3 separate regions of the Mus musculus genome follow, and all the other regions are linked to region 3. The links are chromatin contacts, called in public Hi-C maps. All regions are on one chromosome and are shown on one strand. Each heading gives the region's core, a stretch centred on a gene start, on an enhancer-like site or on the middle of the called end of the contact. The rest is flanking DNA. Distances are from core to core; before and after follow the strand shown.

What was found. Hi-C and Micro-C count contacts between places; a contact is called where the count stands out from the background.
Region 1: a contact with region 3 is called in a Hi-C map of embryonic fibroblasts, with 1.7 times the contacts expected there. The contact joins two enhancer-like sites. A contact is called at or near these places in 3 of 484 Hi-C or Micro-C datasets (adipose-derived mesenchymal stem cells, embryonic fibroblasts and nephron progenitors).
Region 2: a Hi-C map of the N1E-115 cell line shows a contact between it and region 3, with 4 times the contacts expected there. The contact joins two enhancer-like sites. A contact is called at or near these places in 8 of 484 Hi-C or Micro-C datasets (the C2C12 cell line, the N1E-115 cell line, embryonic fibroblasts and 4 more).

The regions. Positions count from the first base shown.
Region 1 is chr17:71,995,089-71,999,943 of GRCm38.p6, reverse strand. All of the region lies in intron 5 of Alk (anaplastic lymphoma kinase), which reads left to right. Among named protein-coding and RNA genes, the nearest start is that of Gm41613, 130 kb to the left of the region's middle. Within about 2 kb of position 2,068, at least 30 of the 459 cell types and tissues checked have an H3K27ac peak or open chromatin away from gene starts, as enhancers often do. A contact at or near this core is called in adipose-derived mesenchymal stem cells and embryonic fibroblasts, where this site is marked.
Region 2 is chr17:71,964,139-71,968,928 of GRCm38.p6, reverse strand. Alk (anaplastic lymphoma kinase) reads left to right here. Exons shown (of 29, transcript NM_007439.2): 9 at 1,274-1,443. Among named protein-coding and RNA genes, the nearest start is that of Gm41613, 160 kb to the left of the region's middle. Within about 2 kb of position 2,313, at least 24 of the 459 cell types and tissues checked have an H3K27ac peak or open chromatin away from gene starts, as enhancers often do. A contact at or near this core is called in the N1E-115 cell line, where this site is marked.
Region 3 is chr17:72,156,064-72,160,584 of GRCm38.p6, reverse strand. All of the region lies in intron 4 of Alk (anaplastic lymphoma kinase), which reads left to right. Among named protein-coding and RNA genes, the nearest start is that of Gm41613, 29 kb to the right of the region's middle. Within about 2 kb of position 2,149, at least 31 of the 459 cell types and tissues checked have an H3K27ac peak or open chromatin away from gene starts, as enhancers often do. A contact at or near this core is called in the N1E-115 cell line, adipose-derived mesenchymal stem cells and embryonic fibroblasts, where this site is marked.

The sequences.
Region 1 (4,855 bases), core at 819-3,318, 160 kb after region 3:
ACACCAGGGTCTCAGCCCACCCCTCAGGGCAGAACAATACTTGTACAACCACAGAGAAGACGCTGTTTAGGAAATGTGGGTCCTTGTTTAAAACCACTCACCAAGGATATTTTCCTCCTAGGAATTTATGGGCTCCATAAAAAAAAGAACTTGAGGAGACAGAGCAGTTGTTTTTGGTTGTGCCTCATTAGTTCTGAGTTTGGTCTGGCAGTAGAGATTGGAGTACCTGGAGTCTATCTAATTGAGTCTCTAGTAAGCATTAAACTCACTCAGTCCTGGGAAGACACTACCAAGGAATCTGGAAGTCTCCAGGAGAAGAAGGGAGACAGCAGAGGAAGCAGGGCTAAAAGAGATATCTTCTTCAGGCTGGTGCTGAGCCTGAACCCAGGAAGAGATCCCAAGAATAAAAATCTACAAATCCTGGGCATCCAAAGAGAAAAGACAGCACGCTCCTGCACCCCTCCTTGTCAAGACTTGTGGGTGAAGGGCAAATATGCCCACCTTCTGCACACTATGCCCATCATCAGCATTAGTCACATTCATCACTCGGATGGCCCCTTAGAGAGAAACAGCACAAATGACAAAGCAGACAATGTGAAATACATAAATTTCCACCAACCCCTCAGCAAGCCAGTCACCACTCTGGAACTTGGTATTCTCAACAGTAAAACAGATTGAATAACACCTTCCACTTTTGACATGCAGGACCAGTTTAATTCCCAGTCTTTATGGGGGTGAGGAGGTCTATATTACCAGACACTGTTGCAGACGCAGAAGACTCCATACCTCCCTTCAAGTTAGTGGCAGTTTGCTGAAGAAGACAGACAAACAGCTAATGATACTATGAGGCAGAACCTCAACAATGCCACATTTGAGAAGTAATGTGTTCAGCTATCCAAAGAGAAAGGGAATTCGTGAAAATGGGTAAGGAACAAGGTCCAATATCCAGATGCTGAGAGAGAAAGGCTGATGGAAGGTGCGCCCAAAACAATGACAGTGGCCCACACACAGTGCTTGCTGATCCCACAGGAAAGCATACTCTTTAAGCATCACAGAGAGAAAGAGAAATGGAGACACATTCAGATTTCATTGAATCTTTAGACACCTGTATACCCAAATATGCCATGAACGTATACACTGTGTATGCAAATAGAATGCATTCAAGACCTTAGTAATTGACTGCATGTGTACTTAGTAAATCAGTACTCATGTTCTCTTTGATGAAGGGATGAGAGGGGTAGAGTACTTTCCTATCATGCTGACACCATGAGTTTTTTTTTTAACCCAGCCCTGAAAAGAATAAAAAGAATCTAAAAGCTGAGAACACATGAAAACCTCCTTCTCAAAAAAAAAAAAAAAAATCAAAGTAAACAGCTTTTAGCTTAAAATAAAACTTCTGCTACTACTCAGGGTGGACCAGGATGCAGAATGAACGGGGTGCATGTGTGAACACAGCTGGGGAAGGAGTGTAAATTGGATTCACTTCTGGAAAGCAATTTGGCAATGTGTATCAAGAGCTTTTAAAATGTTTATACCTTTTGATTCCGTAATTCCACTTCTGGGAACCTATCCTATGAAAATAATCGGAAACACGGGCAAAGGTGTATGCACAAAGATAGTCTTCAAAGTGTTATTATAAACAGACTAGCCGCCCAATCGTTGAATAATGTTTCAATAAATGATGGCGGGCATCACACTGGGAGAGGGAAAGGTTTAAAACCCTTGGAAAAGTTTGTCATTATTTTAAGACCTGTACATAGATGAGGGGACTATGAGCGCTTTCCAAATCGCAGACAGAAAGAACCCAAGGTAAATCAGCCAAGACGGTTTTTAAAGGGGGGGGGAGGGGAAGCCTCTGGGTTACGGGATTCTGGATGTTCATTTTGTTTGTGTTCTTACCTTGCTTCCAACTTCAGACAACAGACTTCATTTTAAATAAAGGAGAGGTGCAAGAAGCCATAAGATGAATCCAGCATGCAAAACACTCACTCACATTCCCTTAAAGATGCCACAGCGGGTGCACAGTATGCATAAACGGCAGAGCTTAAAATGTGCTGTACGTTGAAGGAAGCTTTATAAAGCCCTTGAGTTTCCCTGTGTTTTCTGTGGCAGGCTGGAGTGAGAGCCATCTGTGCTATGACTAAGGATCTCCTAGGATAAAGCCAAAGAAGAATTCTTTGAAAATGAAGTCACCAAGCACATGCCCAGAGCCTTTCTTTTTTTTTTTTTTTTTTTTTTTAGGTTATATATATATATTTTTAATTAGGTATTTTCCTCATTTACATTTTCAATGCTATCCCAAAGGTCCCCCATACCCACCCCCCCAACCCCCTACCCACCCACTCCCCCTTTTTGGCCCTGGCGTTCCCCTGTACTGGGGCATATAAAGTTTGCAAGTCCAATGGGCCTCTCTTTGCAGTGATGGCCGACTAGGCCATCTTTTGATACATATGCAGCTAAAGACAAGAGCTCCCGGGTACTGGTTAGTTCATATTGTTGTTCCACCTATAGGGTTGCAGTTCCCTATAGCTCCTTGGGTAATTTCTCTAGCTCCTCCATTAGGGGCCGTGTGACCCATCCAATAGCTGACTGTGATCATCCACTTCTGTGTTTGCTAGGCCCCGGCATAGTCTCACAAGAGAGAGCCTTTCTTATCATTCTAAACTCCCAGCTTCTACGAAGCTCACAGCTAGAAATCCAAAGAGCAGAGTACTGGCTTTGGCCCCTCTTCAGATGTACTGTATCATGGCCGGGGTATAAATGTGTTTCTTCCTGGTCTCCTCCCCCTCCCCCACCTTTTTTTAAATGAAACCAGTAGAATCCAATAGATCAGATCGAAAGGGGCTCCACCCTAATCTCATAATCTAGTCTCTTCTCTAAATGTCTAAACAGAGTGGGATGGAATTTTCACCCTTTCAACACCATTAATAGTTTGAGTGTTTAGCTTGTCGGCACTTAGAGACAGGATAGAAACTATTTAGACCCCTGTCTGCTGGAGGGTAAAGAGGAGGGTAATGTCAGCAGGCTCCCCATTCCCTCCCACATAGTATGCAGTCCTGTTCTAGCTGTCACAAGGTCAGAGCACAGATGACTCTTGGCCCCCATGTACCCTGAATTCCTGTGGCTCAGTTCTTAGCACCCCTACAATGCTCCCCCACTCACTACCTTGGGAGATAACCTCTCCTCTGCTTTGGGGCTTTGGAAGGAGAGACTGACTCTGAGATCTGCTATTGAGGAAACATTTCTCTCCTAACTTCTGATACAACATGGTCAACATACAAAAATAAACATGGCCCTCGCGTCAAAGGAGAATGAATAAATAAGAGCATTTATTCTGGAGCCAAATACAATGACCAACAACCTCGGAACACAGATATAGCTACACCAAATCCCATGTCCTAACATGGGAGCAGTAGCTTTTTTTATATACTAATAGAGCAAAGAAAATCATAAACCAAGAGATTTTTCAAATCCATTAGTTGAAACACCAGGTAGATAGTTCACAATAAAAGGAGGAAATCTCTCTGCTATTGGCCTTGATTGTTATCAGATGACATTCTTAGACTGTGAACCCAATGGAGACGATGGGGGGGGGCATTATTTGCTTATTCCAAAAGGACTTGCCTAGTAATCACCAAGATTACTCACTAGGTCACTCATGGGGGTAGATGATACATTATACTAAGGGGATAAGGTAAACCAATATCATTTGGTTCTGGACCTGCAACATTCCAACTCTCCAAATCATTGAGCTTCTAGTCAAAACGAGCCTTTAACACGGGTGACGCTTTTTAAAACAAAACTGGAACTTAACTTAATGCATGATGGTCAAATTGGTGTATAGAATTAAACTCATAAAAACAAACTCAACACCTTACCTTTCCACGAGAGTATTGACTCTCTGATGTGCTTTTGATTTTTTTTTTTAATCCTGGGTTTTTATCTGAGAGTGTTTGGAACTGGCATGGTGTGGGAAGGAGGACGGGGCTTCATTGCACAGCAGAATGTATGGTGTGAGAACCACAGAAGAAACTTGATCCTGTGCTGTCCCAGGGCTTCCTTCCTTCTCCCCCTGTGGGCAAGAAAAGGGGAGAGTTGACCAGACCAGAGACCTATGGGCACTCATCCCAGAAACAATTTAAAGCACTGAGACATCCACCCAAAGCCACCTTGGCCTCCAGCTGGCCAAGGCCTTGGCTGATGAAGCCAGTGATTCCTGCTAGAGCTGGTTTTAGACTGCATATTAATGTCCTGTCCCTCCTGTAATGAACTACTGGACGCTTAATGGCTTCAAACAACATGAATTTATTCTCTTACTGCTCCAGAGGGCCGAGGTCTGAAATCACTTTCATTGGCCAATGCCACAAAACCGTCTGAGAGGGAGACTTTGCTGGGAAGTTTCTAGAAGCATGCTGTTGGGCTGGGATGTCTCCTCTGGAGAACCAATTTCCCTGCCTCTTCTAGCTTCTGTGGAGCCTCTGTGGTTCTTGGGTCGTAACCTTCCCTCCCATCCTGAAATTCATGCTTCTCTTGTTAAGTTTTGGGGGAGGAGGGGTGTCAGGGGGCCCAGTGAGAGAGGCACACACAAGGAGTCAAAAACGATCAAGCTTTAAGTGAAGAGTGTATTCTCTAAGGACACAGTAGGGAGGGCAGTTTGTCCTTCTAAGGTCCCGTGCGAGAGAGTAGGAAGTAGAGAAGATGCTGTGCTCCCTGGAACTGGGTCCAAGTGCAGCCAGCATCATCTAACTAAACTTAACTGAGGCAGGTGTTTGTGAAGTCCCAATGGTATTCCTGGAGGAGGGATGTTTGAAAGAACCAGTTAGCATCAGTTCTGCCTATAGCTCCAATGCCTTTC
Region 2 (4,790 bases), core at 1,064-3,563, 190 kb after region 3:
TTGGTTAAATCCTCTAATCAGTGTTATCCAGCCATACAAGAAAACTGAGTAAAGACAGAAAAACATTGGTAGATTCCTTCAGCTACCATGGGAGGTTTTAATGGGGGTGAGTATTTGTTCCCCTGGATAGAGACATGTGACGGTAAATTTGACTCACCGGATCAGGACCCAGGATCCAGCTATGGCTTGGTTAGAGATGGGGTTTCTAGGTAGGACAGTATAAATTATCAGGCTACTATGGATGGTGGTACCATCCTCTTCAATTGAATTGTAAAGCAGCTACCAGTCAGGGCTTGGGAGACAGAAGCTGGGCATGACAGAGAACTAGCTCTTCAAACCACGAGAGCCAAGAACCATGGCTGACCAGAGCTCTGCATGTTCAGGATACACTATGTTTGCCCATCTTTCTCCGGGAGCCTTTTTCTTTCAGACTCTGAACAGCAGAGTTCTTTTACATGCTAGGTGTTGTTTGTAGATTGCCTCGATCAAACACAACCTCTATTATCTTAAACCTCAGTTTGTAGCCTGCACTGCCTCTGAACATGACTACATTTACACTTTCTTATAAAGACTACTATTAGCTACTGTTTCCTTTCAAATGTCTAGGGAATGGTGCCATAGAAACCCACGACACAACAAAAACAGACGCTTTCGGCTTCCTTTTGGCAAAGCAGCATCCTTATTTGGGAAGATAACTATATTAGGATATCATGATATATAGGTGTGTATCTGAGAGAGAGAGAGAGAGAGAGAGAGAGAGAGAGAGAGAGAGAGAGAGGAAGTCTCCCATTAGCTAACATGTGATCTGACACTGTTCAAACAACACCTGTAATTATTAGAAGGAATACAAAAGTCCATTATTCCTAAATCAAAAGAAATTGAATGGGAAAAAAAATCACCTCTATTACATCACATAGTGAGTTGAGACCATAGGCAAAAATCTTTGGGTATCCTTAAGGAAGCTCGCCTGAATAACCCTACTGGTCTAGTGCAGAGGTAGAATCACTGAAATTTGGGGTGATATCATCAGCCTCAATGAAGCTTCGGATTGCTCGATGGTGGTTCCTGCCCAGATCCTTGAACTCCAGTGAAAGTCCTTTGGCAGCTGTTAGCAAGATCAGGCTGTGGGCATCAGCTGCCTTTGCTGGATCAATTCAGATGAGCCTCCAGCAAAGTCCTTTAAGCTTCTGCCGGGGCTGCAAGGATACTTGAGGTTTCCGTGGTACAATAACATTTTAACTGATGTGTGCATCTCTCTCTCTCTCTCTCTCAGCTCCGCATGTCCTGGCTCATCCGCGGGGTTTTGAGAGGAAACGTATCTCTGGTGCTGGTGGAGAACAAAACCGGAAAGGAGCAAAGCCGGACTGTCTGGCATGTCGCCACTGACGAAGGCTTAAGCCTGTGGCAGCATACAGTGCTGTCCCTCCTCGATGTGACTGACAGGTGAGTTACTATTCATTCCCCCCACCCCACCTCCTGCTTTGTTTTACCCTACAAGGCACAGTGCTGACCTGGGAAGGTCTCACACTCCCCCATGCCCTTTATCTAAGACGTTTGATTGGTTGTTTTTTTCTCTTTGCTATGACAAAGTACCTGACAACTTAAGGAGGGAAGGTGACTTTGTTTGGGTTTTACTGCTGTGAACAGACACCATGACCTAGGCAAGTCTTATAAAGGACAACATTTAGTTGGGGCTGGCGTACAGGTTCGGAGGTTCAGTTCATGACCATCAAGATGGGAGCAGGGCAGCATCCAGGCAGGCATGGTTCAGGAGTTGCTGAGAGTTCTACATCTTCATCTGAAGGCGGCTAGTGGAAGACTGACTTCCAGGCACTTAGGATGAGGGTCTTAAAGCCCATACCCACAGTGACACCCCTACACCAACAGGGCCATACCTTCTAATAGTGTCACTCCCTGGGCAGAGAATACACAAACCATCACAGAAGGGTTTATTTTGGCTCGTAGTTTGAGGGTTTAAGCCATCATAGCAGGGACAGCACAATGACAAAAGCATAAGGCAGCTGGTTACACTGCATCAGAGATGAGTAATCATAGAGCCATAAAAGCTGGTGTTGGCCTGGCTTCTTTCTTTTACTTCAGCCTGAGACTCCTCCCCATTGGATGGTACTGCCCTCTTGGATGGTAGTGCCCCATTGGATGGTACCGCTCCATTGAATGGTTTTAGGTTGGGTCTTCCCACCTCAGTAAACCCAATCTAAAATCCTTTCACTGACAAGTCCAGAGGTCTGTCTCCTAGGCAGTTCTACATCCTGTCAGGTTGGCAGTCAATATTAACCACCACACCCATGTACACACAGAGACATGCACATCTCCTGCCAATTGCCGGGAGCTCGAGATTCTTCAAGGGATGGCGCACTAATGAACACTCATCTCCTGCAGCTCTCACCTGGCCTGATTGGCTTTCTTCAGGATCTGTCTGTGGAGAGAGCAGAAAATGAGGCACTCGAGCTACTACCAAATGATGCTCGGGTTTCATATCTCTATGGCATTTTCTCTCACTTGATGGATGTTGCCTTACTTCCTCTTATTTCCTCTCATTTCCTCTTTCCTCGTTAACAACAAAACCTTAGTGGGTGGGGAAGCTCCATCACTATTCTCCACCGTTCTTTTAAAGAGGAAAAGCTGAAAAAAATCAAAGGAGCAAAACAAGTTTGTCTCTGAGCCAAGACTGGAACCAGGGGGCGGGGGGGGGGGGGGTACTGCTCTATTGATTCAGCTCCAGAGGCAGGTTGACATAGGGAGATGCCAGACTCCTCACTGACCAGAGAAGAGCTTCTACCAGGGACCCTGGTTCTTATCAGACTTTACTACCAGTAACCTCTGTGACCTTGGACAAGAGCCTTGACTCCTTCCAGGTTTAGTCCTTCCCACTTCCAAATGGATATGGCTGGATTACCAGATCTCCAGCTGCATGGGGCATTGGATTGGAGCCGAAGCCTGTGGAGTTCAGCTGTCACTTGTCTCCCTAGGATGGCACTACCCTGCCACCTGCAGTCAGCCTGGAGCAAGCAATGCTTGAGTTAAAAATGGCCTGGCACAGCAGCATGTCTGTGACACTCTGCTGTGCTTTACTGAATATCCCACAGGTGGCACAGACATAGCCTATAGCAAAAGGCAGGGTGGCATCTCACCTACAGGGTAGACTGGAAGGGAAAACCACCTGCTATTGGCTAAGCATCACGCTCTACCATCTAGTGCAGTCTTCACAATAGTCTTACAAGAGATACTCAAATTACCATTCTGGTGAACCAACCTTTGAAATACAAGGACCAAAGGCTCAAAGCAGGGCAAAGAGTGATGCCTGTTGTCATGAGGCTTCGTAAGTGTGGAGCTGGGCTTTGAATTCTTCTCTCAAACCTCATAATATGCTGTTCCTTGCCACTTCTAATGGGAACTCTCCTGTCATAGAGAAGAAACCCCCTTCTAACTCAGAACAGCATCCATCCTCTCCTTCCAATGTATGTGGCTTGATGATCAGAGCCCATAGATGTCCCCAGGCTCAATGACCCTGGGACAAATGGATTTAATTAAAGTGGAGGAAGGGGAAAGTATGAGTGCCACCTCCATAGGCCGGTATTTCATCCTTGGGGACTGTGACAGTCACACACAGGGATTGGAACCTTGCTGGCGGTGCTGGAGCCATCCCTCCTGGGAGATGTAAAATTAATTCTGACTGTTACCCCTTCTCTCTTCAACCCAGCAAGTTCTCTGTTTCGTAGCTACTCCAGGGGATTTAAAGCAAGGAGGACGTTGAGTCCACTGGCTCCCTTCCGCAGGAGATGCATTTGAAGGAGACTTTGTTCCTAGCCTTCCTCTTCCCCCCACTGATGGTCACTAGCAGACTGGTATTTCCAATATTGATCCTGAGGCCAAAGCATCCATTTGAGGACTCAGTGAAGATTCAGACAAAAGCCAGCTTGGTTCACAATGCACCGTGACCTAATTCACACATAATTACAGGGGGAAGAAAATGTCTCCATTCACAAAAAAAAAACGCCTGCCAGCCACCAACTTGTTCTCAAAGCTAGAGGCAGTGTGGGAGGCACGCAGACCGGAGGCACAAGATGAGGAAGCGCAGGTGAACTGTCTGATAGTTTCGCTTGCTAAACTCAAACTAGACTATAGCAGCAACGGAGAGGAAGTGGGACAGCAGCGTGTCCAAGTGAGCGCAGGCTTTCAAGTGGACGGTCCCAAGCTTAGTTAGTGGTGTAACCTCATCCCATCTATTGAAACTCCCCGAGTCTCACCATCCCATCCTGTAAGCAGTACTTCACCAGGTTGTTATGGGAATAAATAATAGGATCGCCAAAAGAATCTATACATAACGGGGTGTCAGGAGGTTTTCAGCATCTTTTATTCTAGCCTCTAAGTGGCTTCATAAGTAATTTATTGAACAAACAGTACAAATCCAGCCACTGATCTTCCATGTTCTGCAAAATGGAGGCATACAGCTGTCTCTGGTTTGGGGAAGAAAAGTGGTGAACTCCTCGGTACACACTAAATGCTTCAACACTAAAAGCTGCTAATAAGGAATATTACTAAAAATGACAAACTTCTCTTCCCCCATCACCTGCACAGTGCCTCAGAGGAGTCTGGCATAGTCATCTCAGAAATGATAACGATAATGATAACCTCAAAGGTGAGGTTCTTGTGAGTGCGTAAATCGTAGAAGTCCTGCAACTTCTTCTGACCTCCTCCCAGGAGAGAGGCCACCCCAGCTGCCTGGATTGCCACAAAGTGGAACGGGGGCAGGGGGAGGTTAAAGGAGA
Region 3 (4,521 bases), core at 900-3,399:
TTTGGTACCAAAGACAGCCCTATATATTAGAGAAAGTACCTGGGGTCCAAGTTTCAGCTCATCTCCGTTAACCTACCTGTGAGAGTTCACTGTGGCATGACCTATTACATTCAAGATAGCGCATTTGTCATGCTTGGCTATTTGGAATATGAGCAAGCATGAGATTAATACATCATCAATACATCATCTTTGGAAAAACACTTAGAGACTATTGAACTCAATTAATCATTCATTGCATATCTATTAAGGATAAGGCATCACGCCAAGCTTTAAGAATAGAACAAAAGCCAACTAAGATACAGACCTTGTTTTTAAAATGCTCACGCTAACATGATATAAGTGTATAAATAAATAATTTCCATCTTCATTTATTTCCTTTGCATACCCATTCACATAGTTATGCTTCCGCTAATAAGGCATCTTGAATTCTGCTTTCAGCTTTCAGTGGAGCCTTTACAAAACCAAATAATGATGGTCAGTTTGGGATTCTCCTTTATCAACCTTAGCCCTTTTGCTGTTTTCTGTTTTGGGCCCCAGTTTCTTTCTTTCTTTTCTTTCTTCCTTTTCTCTCTTTCTTTCCTTTCTTCCTTTCTTTCTTTTCTTTCTTCCTTTTCTTTCTTTCTTTCTTTCTTTCTTTCTTTCTTTCTTTCAACTTCTGGATATTTCCAACTTTTGCTGCTAATTTTTTATTGGTTATTTTATTTATTTACATTGTGAATGTTATCACCCTTCTCAGTTTCCTCTCCACAAGTCCCCTATCCCCTCCTCCCTTCCCCTGCCTCTATGAGGGTGCTCCCCCACCTGCCTACCCACTCCTGACTCAGCAACCTAGTGTTCCCCTATCCTGGGTCATCCAGCCTCCACAGAACCAAGGGGCTCCCCTCCCAGTGATTCCAGATAAGGCCATCCTCTTTGGTTGGTGGTTTAGTTGGGCCCCACTTTCTATCCTAGAGAACATGAGGGCTGAGTTGGCTAAAGTGGCACCCTCTACCCTGCTCTGTTAAGTCAAACTAATGACCTTACATAGATAACAGCCTTCTGTCACAGAGGGAGGCCAGGCTGAGATTAGTGTGCCACCAACTCTCTCTTCTGCAGAATCTACCTAGTCTTCCTATTTGCAACACTGTGGTTATAAAGTTTTCCTGTGACTGAACACTTTAACGTTCTCCCTACAGAGCACTGTTAGCAAAGTGAAGGTGGAGGAAATTACGGAGGGTTAGATTGTTAGACATCATTGTTTTTCCGTTCTTGGCTTTCCAACCAACCTCAGTGAAATGTATGAAATATGATCATGAAGGCTATCTGGAATATTCCCAATAGTATCTTGCCCAAGCCAACCCCACTGCTTCAAAGTCATCAGTCATACCAGGGAAACTGCTTGACATGGCCTGAGCTAATGTTGTTTTGCTCCGGCGCTGCTGTGATTAATTAGACTTTTAGGAGAGCTGGTGAGTCATTCGTGTTCCAGTCTCAGTTTGGGGGTTAGGGATTGACCCCAGCATCCTGCTGAATATAGTAGTTGATGAAACACTACTTATATAACAGGAACCAGGCACCCAGTGGAGCAAGTGACAGACTATTAAAGAGCAAGTAACAGGAACTTTTCAGTTGCCTGAAAAGCAGCCTAAGAGATTGCAGATAATGTAACTGTTCACATGGCACATATTGATAGCACCTGCTTTGTTCCAAACACCTGTCCTGGAGTTATCTAGAACTGTATGTGGGTTGGTTATAGTTGCTGCTGTAGAGGTGACATCCATAAGGCAGGTAGAATGTGAAGGGTCGTGTGTGTGTGTGTGTGTGTGTGTGTGTGTGTGTGTGTGTGTGAATGTCTGTATGTGTGTGTGTGTGTATCTGTATGTGTCTGTATGTGTGTGTGCATGTGTGTGTGTGTGCAGGTGATACATAACTCGAGACCAACAAGTAAAAAGCAAATGAACTGAACAAAGAAGATGAAATAATTCCAACCACACAGAGCCCTCACATTTGCCCTCGGTATGACCTCCAGGAACAAACACAAGGTGGCAGAGGGTGGGACAGATGCATGGGCTGTGAGCTCTGGATCTGGCCCTGTATTTGTGGCCCTGATTATGTCCCCAAACAGCGTCCTGTGGTTCATAATGCAGTGTTGAGCAAGCTGACTGGTATGTGGTGGGTGTTGCAGAAGTGTTTCTTCACCATCTGCTGAGGCACCAAATCATGTGAGGAATGGCCAAACGGATAGCATCAACTCTGTTTTCAGGTGGAGAACTTGAGTCTCCAACCAGTTAAATAAATTGCATGATGTCATGGAGCTGTTAAGCTGAAGGCTCAGGACTGGCCACTGTCGGCTGCCTGGGTGTTGTGCCCGGTGGCCACACAGTTCACATCTTCATGGATAAACCTGTTCAAGTACAGTCACTTCCCCCCATGGAAGTGTGAGGTTTCAAATAGTTAAAGCTTAACAAATACAATGACATGATGTGTTCTCACAGATTGGGGCCTTGGGGTCAGGGTGGGAGATGACTCAGTCAGTTAAGGACTTGCCACATGAGCCTTGCTTTGATTCTCAGAACCCGCATAAAAGCCAGGCATGGTAGCACAGGCTTTCAGTCCCATCTCGGGGTAGGAGAGACACCAGACCCTTGGGGTGAACGGGCCTGGCAGCCCAACCTACTCAAGCTGCAATTAGCGAGCCTGTCTCAAAAGACAAGGTGAATGGCTTCCGAGGAATGAAGCCTGAGGTTGACCTCTGACCTCCACAGGCAACACATGGACAGGCATGCCTGTGTGTCTGCACTCACATATGCACACACACACACACACACACACTAACAAAACCACAAATAAAAATTAAGCTTTGAAAGTGAGGTATTGGAAAAGTCGCCTCACATCACCATCTAACCAAATCCTGTGCCAAGCCATGGATCAGTTAACTGAAGGGCCTGTACATCTGTCCCACAACCTGCTTTCTCCTTACACTCAACTGCTGCTCTTAGAGCAGCCAGGAGCCCCTGGGAAGTAACCAGGCAACCACCCGATGTGGAAATCTGTTTATTTCAGTTCTTTCTGAGCGACAACCCTAGACCAGCAGTTCTTAGAAATCCAATTTTTGTCTTTTGCTTTTTGATGACTCTAAAGTTCATGAAGTTAGAGTATTGGTTTTTAATTAATTCAGCGTTCCACAAGTGCCGACTTCAGCTCTGCTTACTGCGGGAGCTTTTCCCTCTATGCTCCTGGAAAGTGCATATAGACCAGGGGGGGTTGACATTATTTTTGTCATTGTTATTCTTTTAGGACTCCACTTTGGAAAAACTTACAATTTAAAAGTTGCTGTCAATTAATTCCATAGGCCGTTGATTAAAGCTTTACTTTTTTCCATTAAATGAAAATTAAATTAAGCTCATTATTGTATTAGGCAGTCATTGATTGGACCCACTTTGGATTTAATTAAATGCTACTATTCATTATTTCCTCCTCTGTAGTGCTTTTTAATTTCCTTTGGTATATAATTTGAGGGTAACAACAATATCAGCAAATTATCCCTCATAAATAGTATGAAAGGGGGAAGATACACAAACACTATGGCGGCAGTGTGAAGGCACTTGCTCATCATCTTTAATGTGGTGTTGGCCTGTTTCTCGGTGAATAGGTTTTCCATGTTGCTGCCTTGTGATAAGTCAGGACATGCTCCTATCTCACCTAAGCCGCTCAGATGTGTGCTAACTTCAAGCTGTCCCTGATCCTAAAAATATGCTGACCCTGATTATATATAAAATTATTGTAACCCTGATAATATGATCCAGGGGGTAGGTGTTTGGATTGGAGTCTAAGGACATCATCAAGGAAAGATTGAAAATGCTCAGACATTCATTTCCTTTTCTCTGTGCTCATTTCTTGGCAGTCTCCTGGGTCCTGAAATTGCACAGAGTGAGAATAGAACCTGGGCGTCTGTCCTTCTGGCACTGCTATTCTGGAAGAGTGCATGTGACATAATACATACCAACCTTCATCTTCCAAGGAAATAACATCCTCCATTATTGCCCTGGCACCTGGGCTCATTCTCTGGAAGTCTACACTTTAAGTGTATGGTGTGCCCTATACTATCCTGCTCTGCATGTATAAAAATGTATATTTTTACCATTGGGATCAATGGTAAAACAAATGTGGAATGACACCATTGAGCTCAGTAATGCAGGCACCTTCTGTCTCCACCTCTCCAGCCAGGATCAATGTGAAAAGTCCCGGGAGGATCACACTGAGCTGTGGTTGCCCTGAAGCTCATGTTACATATGGTAAAGGGTTCAGATTGTGACCAGTCAAGCTAGTTTAGTGTTTATAGCCAGCTCATGAGATGCAGTCACCATAAGTGGGGCCTAAAAATTGTCAAGGAGGCAACCATTTTATTACAAGCTATAGTTCTAGAGACAATGGTTCGTGATCAGGAACTAAACAAAAATGCCCAAGGGTTAGATATGTGTGTGTGTGTTATATGTGTATGTGTATATGTATATACATATAACATATGTATATATGCAACTG